Regions from separate parts of the Mus musculus genome. Here region 1 is linked to region 2. The links are chromatin contacts, called in public promoter capture Hi-C maps. All regions are on one chromosome and are shown on one strand. Each heading gives the region's core, a stretch centred on a gene start, on an enhancer-like site or on the middle of the called end of the contact. The rest is flanking DNA. Distances are from core to core; before and after follow the strand shown.

Region 1 (2,700 bases), core at 57-2,556, 3.6 Mb after region 2:
GAGAGGTTCATTTCAGAAGTCACCCATGCTAATCACACAATGAACAAGACAAAGCATCTCCCAGAAGGGCTTCAACCGCTCCTGGAAAGTCACCATGACTTCCAGAGGAAAGTGATAAAGCCAGACACTTAATTTTTTTTTTTTTTTGGTGGAATTCTATTCTAAATAGGTACCTTCTCCCATTTTTACAACTAAACAAACAAAACCCTAGTCGCAGTTAGTGAGATAGCCCATCTAGTACAGGTGCTTGGTACCAAACCGGGTAACTTGAATTTGATCCCTCAGGCCAACACGGTGAAGGAAGAGAAATTACTCACGCAGTACGTCCTGGAGCCCCGTATGCCAAAGCACAAGCATATGCACACAAACTAAACACACAAGATTAAAACAAAACAACAAAAACATTTTTAAGAACCTAAGCCCTCCCCCACCCCACCTCACAGCCCCAAGTACAGGGAAACACGGGCAGTCTGGAGCTCGGACGGGCCCTTCCTCCTAGGCAGGTCTAAATGAACATAGAAAACCTGTCGTTTCAGCTATTCACTAGAGACCGGGCAACAGCGGACTTGAAGGACCGCCCTTCCTTAAGGGGTAAATCAATCGGTGTCAGAACCCCACACAACAAAGCCGTGGGGTACTTATCACAGGACCTCTGCAGTTCTCCGAGTGCCTTGCGCGGCCAGAGAACCTCTTTGTATCATTAACCTGTCTGGGAAGGAAGCAGAGACGTGAGGCACGGAGGCCCTCAACACACTGCCTGTGGTTCTCTGGAGTGAGCAGATTCTGGGCTTTGGAGTCAAGAGGACACTAGCTGTGCATCCTTCTTCACCCTTCCAAAGAAAACCTCAGAATACGCTGAGGGAGACACGGCTCTTAAGCTCTGAACCGGGTGTGTACGTACGAAGTGGCAGCGACGCAGACCGTCCACGTGACCCAAGGGCCCGGGACAAAGCAGGAAAACAGCCCAAGCTAATAGACTCTGGCCTTCCACTGGCCGGTTTCCCGAATGGTCAGCCCAGGCGTCCTGCCTGCCAGTCCTAGACCCGACCGGGGACGGGGAGCGCGTTCCCTCCTGACATTCCTACCATGAGCCCGCCGCCTGCTACAGGACGCACGCTGTACTTGTCACCGGAAAGTTGAAGGGCGCATGCGCGGGCGGTTAAAAACCCGCATGCGCTAATTCAAAAAAAAAAAAAAAAATTACTATGGCTTGGGAACTGTAGTTCAAATTTTGTAACCGCCACCGGTGTTCTGTGAACCATTAGGGAATCTTCCCATGGTGCCTTGGAACTCCAGGGCTCGGAGCGGACCCGGAAGTTCCGGGTAGAGTTCCGGGTAGAGTTCCTGGTGCGGTCGAGGTTTCTGACTGGAGAAATGGCCACTCTCTGTCTCTTCGACATGGATGGGACCCTGACTGCCCCGCGGCAGGTAGGCGGCGCCCGGGAGGCTCGCGGTGGTGGAGCAGAGCCCTTGCTGCCCTAGACCGCGGTAACGACTGTCCGGGAACCAGGAGACGCGAGTCCTGAGCGGGGTCCTGAGTGGGGTGCGCAGGGAGGGGGCCCCCAAAAAACCTTCCGAGTAGGAAACGTGTTCAGAGTCTGAAAGTTCGGGCCTGAGTTTCTTCTCGGGCCCTCGGGGCTGGTGACCTGGCTTGAACTCCAGCCTCGGCCCTCTGACCTGCTGTTTCGCCTCCCCAGCCCTGTCACCTTTGGCTGTCTCTTCTAATATACCAAAGGCAGGTTCTCAGTCGTCTGACCTTCAGCAAATCTTTCTCGGAGCCCTTGAAGCCACTTTAACTGGGGCATTGCCTGTTGCTTGGGATGTTTTGGTGAGGATCACTGAAATTCATGACAGTTCCTCGCCAGATCAGGCCTCAAAAGTGAGCCCCTGCAGCAATGGGGACCCAGGTAGTAATAGGCTGTTTGCTGAAAGGATCAAGGATCCAATGGGACTTTGTTCCGCTAACAGATTTTGCTGTTAGGGCCAAAGATAAGTTTGTGTGGTTTCGTTGTGGTGATGACATTCTTTCTGCCTCCTATACACAAATTCGTGGTTGAGCAGAAATCACTCAAACTTGACACTGGGCTTAAATAGCTTGGGTGTCTCTGCCCCACTCCTTTTAGATTTCGTGGACTGTTCCAGAAGCCCATGTTAAGTGTGTGTAACCTTAGATATGTGAGTCTTATCTTTTTAATTTTTTTATTCCTTTGCAATTACATGTGTACAGTGTATCTGATCATATTCACCCCCAACCTTCCTGTGCTCCCTCTGGGGAACACCTACTCACACATCCCTCTTCCATTTTCATGTCCTTTTTAAAATTCTTATTTTAATACCTCACTAAGTCCAGTTAGTGCTACACACTAACACACCCCAAGTGATGGGCAACATATCACCCATGCTGGAATGTTAACTGACTTGATCTTGTGCAGGGAACCACAGTTGCTGAATTCATGCAGGCAACAGCCATATAATGTCCAGAAGACAGCATTTCATTCGCCACGCTCCTCCCCGTCCTCTGGCTCTTACATTCTTTCTGTCCCCTGAGCCTGGACAGGGTTGATAAAGGGCACTTATTCTTAGCACTTTGTCCAGGTATGCGTCTGCATTGACCACTGCCACTACAAAGAGAAACTTTTCTTACCAGGCTTGAGAGTGGCATTAATCTATGGATATAAACATAAATATTTAGAAGGCAAT
Region 2 (2,700 bases), core at 88-2,587:
CCAGCTGGACTGTTGGGGGACTCACCGCTTGGCTGAGGGCATCCCCTTGCAGAGTCAGAGTCCCTTTCACCTGGTCTGTGCTGTAACACACACGAGTCAGAGGAGCGCCTGCTACTGCTCCCTCCCCTTGCAGGCTGCCCCACCGTACCCTGGGCATTTCCTCCCCCCAGGTGTACACCCCTTCCAAAGGCTCCTGCCCAACCCAGCTCACCCACAGCTGCCCAGGATGAAGTTCTCCTGCTTGGCAGGGCCCTCGGTGCTGGGGCCTGGGAGAGTGAAGCGGAGAGAGGCCTCCTGTGGAAGACAGCGCAGTCCCAACACCTCACCTCAGTCTGGCCAGTGTTCCATTCCAAGGCCTGGATACTTTGCCAGGTTAGCAGGGGAAGGGACGAGGAGGGCAGGCCTGACCTGGCCCCTCTGCCTCTGCCCTACTAAACCTCCAAGATTTTATGAGCTCAGACCCGTTCATTCCAGTCCTGAGTATATCATGAGCAGCCAGGTGGAACACAGAACAGAGAGGCACAGTGCCTAGAAAGCTGGAGTGCTGTGATATGTGTGGGGAGCAGAGTCCCCGAATCAGACAATCAGTAGTCACAGTAACAGGCTTTGCTAGGTTACTGTCCTAGGCATTCTGTGAGATAGTTTATTTATCTTCACAAACAGACGTGTGAGCCTGGTTAGGGTAAGGGAACAGGCTCAGAAATCCGGGTAACTTGGCTGAGATCACTTCAGAGCTCGGATTATCAGTGTTGTTTTGAGACTGTTTTGTTTGAGACAGTGTTTCACAATGGAGCCTAAGGCTGGCTTCTAACTCATGAACCTCTAGCCTCACTCTTCCGAGTGCTGAAATCACAAGCTTTCACCACTACCCTGCTTGCTCACAGATAAATGTCAGTTTCGAAGATAGTTCACACTCAAGACCTGGTGCCCACTGCTTGTGTAATTACATGCCAGCATGTCTGCGTCTGAACTGTACTCTCAGAAGTGGGTATCTGCACGGGTCACGCTCAGCATCTGCTGTGTGCGATTGGCAGGACCCGGTGGATAGGAAGGATGGCAGGCCGGGCGGGACCAGCGGGAGCGTTACCTTGAGGATGTCCTGCAGCTGTCTCAGCACGGCGTGCACCTCAGCGTGCAGTAACCAGCGAAACTCCTCCTCCTGCGGACAGCGCGGCGTCAAACCCATCCCATCCCCGCCGCCGGTCGGCTGGCCGCCCGCCGCCCCCTGCCCGCCGAGCGCGTCCCACCAGTACTGCCCGCTCCGCGGCGCTCGCAGCCATCGCGGTCGCCATCCTCCTAGCCGCGCACCGTCTCTGAGGTCTGTAGTCAGGAGCTTGGCGCGCAACGCCCGCCCCTTTTTCGCCTCCTCCCGTGACCGATTGGCAAATAGGGCACAAGCTCCGCCCTCAAGCCGGCTACGCCTCAAGCGACTGGCTGTAGCTTCTAGTCCTGGCTGGTGAGTGGCTAGACGGATAGGCCACGCCTCGCCTTCTATCCGCCCGCCTCAATCCCTGTTTTTCAGCAGGGACCCGGGCTTTGGCCACCACTGATTGGTCGGCGGGGCCGTCCATCAAGTTATTCCAGTATTGTCCGGCTAGATGGAGCCCGCCCAGGGTTCCACCGGGAAAGAATCAGGTGAGTTGGCTCCTACCTAGGTCCCCCTAGCATTTGGGTACAATGATACAGTTATGGTACCAAGAAATGTTTTATTTTTTTTTCTTGCAGTAGCTTTGTTAATTGCACAAAATCATGTTTTGTTTTTTTGCCATTTAAACATTATCACACAATCCTATTCTGAAAGACAAATGTTCATTAAAAACAAAGTGAAAATAAAAATTCACAACCGTAATCACCTAGATCTGTCATTTCAAGGAAAAGCGGGAGTAGGGGCTTTCTTACAAGCATTTCCACAGTGTCACATTTTCTCCATAAAAGGAAAGGGTTTCAAAATGAAAGGTGAAATAGCTTAAACAGAAATAGTCATAAAAAGGAACTTTACAGAATTGTCAACAATATTAAGACAACATTGACTAACCGGTTTTCTTACAGCATCTTCCCCACCCCCAGCCCCCAGGACCAAGACAGGCTGTGTCCAGACAGAAACTGTTCAGCATCCCAGTGAATGGACAATTGCACTGAACTCCACAAGCATCCCCTGCCCCGTGCCCATGTCCTGAGATCCTTATCCCAGATGGAAAAGTTAAATCGTGGCTTTGAAAATCCAAACTCATGAGGAGGAAGGCTTCCTCGGGTGATTCCTCTCGTGTGACATTCTAAGCCTCTCTGGTCCCCTCTTCAAGGAGAAATGCTTCAAGTCCCAAAAAACCCAGAACTTGGAACCACTGGCAGAAGTAAGGTTCCTCATCAAAAGCCCAGCCTAGGAAATGCTCATCTAGGAAATGCTTATTATTGGTGTTGATCAGGCTGGGGCTGGGTCAAAAGAGGATGGGACAGAAATATCTCCATGGAAGGAAAAGGGGAAGAGGGACATGCAGGGGACCTGTGTAGAGCAGGCTGAACAGGTAGCCCAGCTCAAGAGCCTGGCGTAATGGAAACAGGAAGGAGCCGCCCATACACTTCACTGCTCCCAAGGCCCTTACGGCCCCTTCCCTTGGGCTGGAATGCAAATCCAAATGAAACCTCCTGGGAGGAACAGGCTCAGGACAGAAGACTGTAGACTCTGCTCCCCCTGAAGAGGGG

The links. Promoter capture Hi-C pulls out the DNA fragments that hold promoters and counts their contacts.
Region 1: a promoter capture Hi-C map of cranial neural crest shows a contact between it and region 2. The contact joins the promoter of Pmm2 here to the promoter of Rogdi in region 2.

Annotation. Positions count from the first base shown.
Region 1 is chr16:8,636,401-8,639,100 of GRCm38.p6, forward strand. It overlaps Pmm2 (phosphomannomutase 2), which reads left to right and starts at 1,307. Exons shown (of 9, transcript NM_016881.3): 1 at 1,307-1,428. The coding sequence starts at 1,375. Tmem186 (transmembrane protein 186) reads right to left here and starts at 1,311. Exons shown (of 2, transcript NM_025708.5): 1 at 1,086-1,311. The coding sequence starts at 1,088.
Region 2 is chr16:5,012,216-5,014,915 of GRCm38.p6, forward strand. It overlaps Rogdi (rogdi homolog), which reads right to left and starts at 1,338. Exons shown (of 11, transcript NM_133185.2): 1 at 1,248-1,338; 2 at 1,088-1,159; 3 at 212-294; 4 at 26-80. The coding sequence starts at 1,292. Glyr1 (glyoxylate reductase 1 homolog (Arabidopsis)) reads right to left here. Exons shown (of 16, transcript NM_001079814.1): 16 at 1,687-2,700.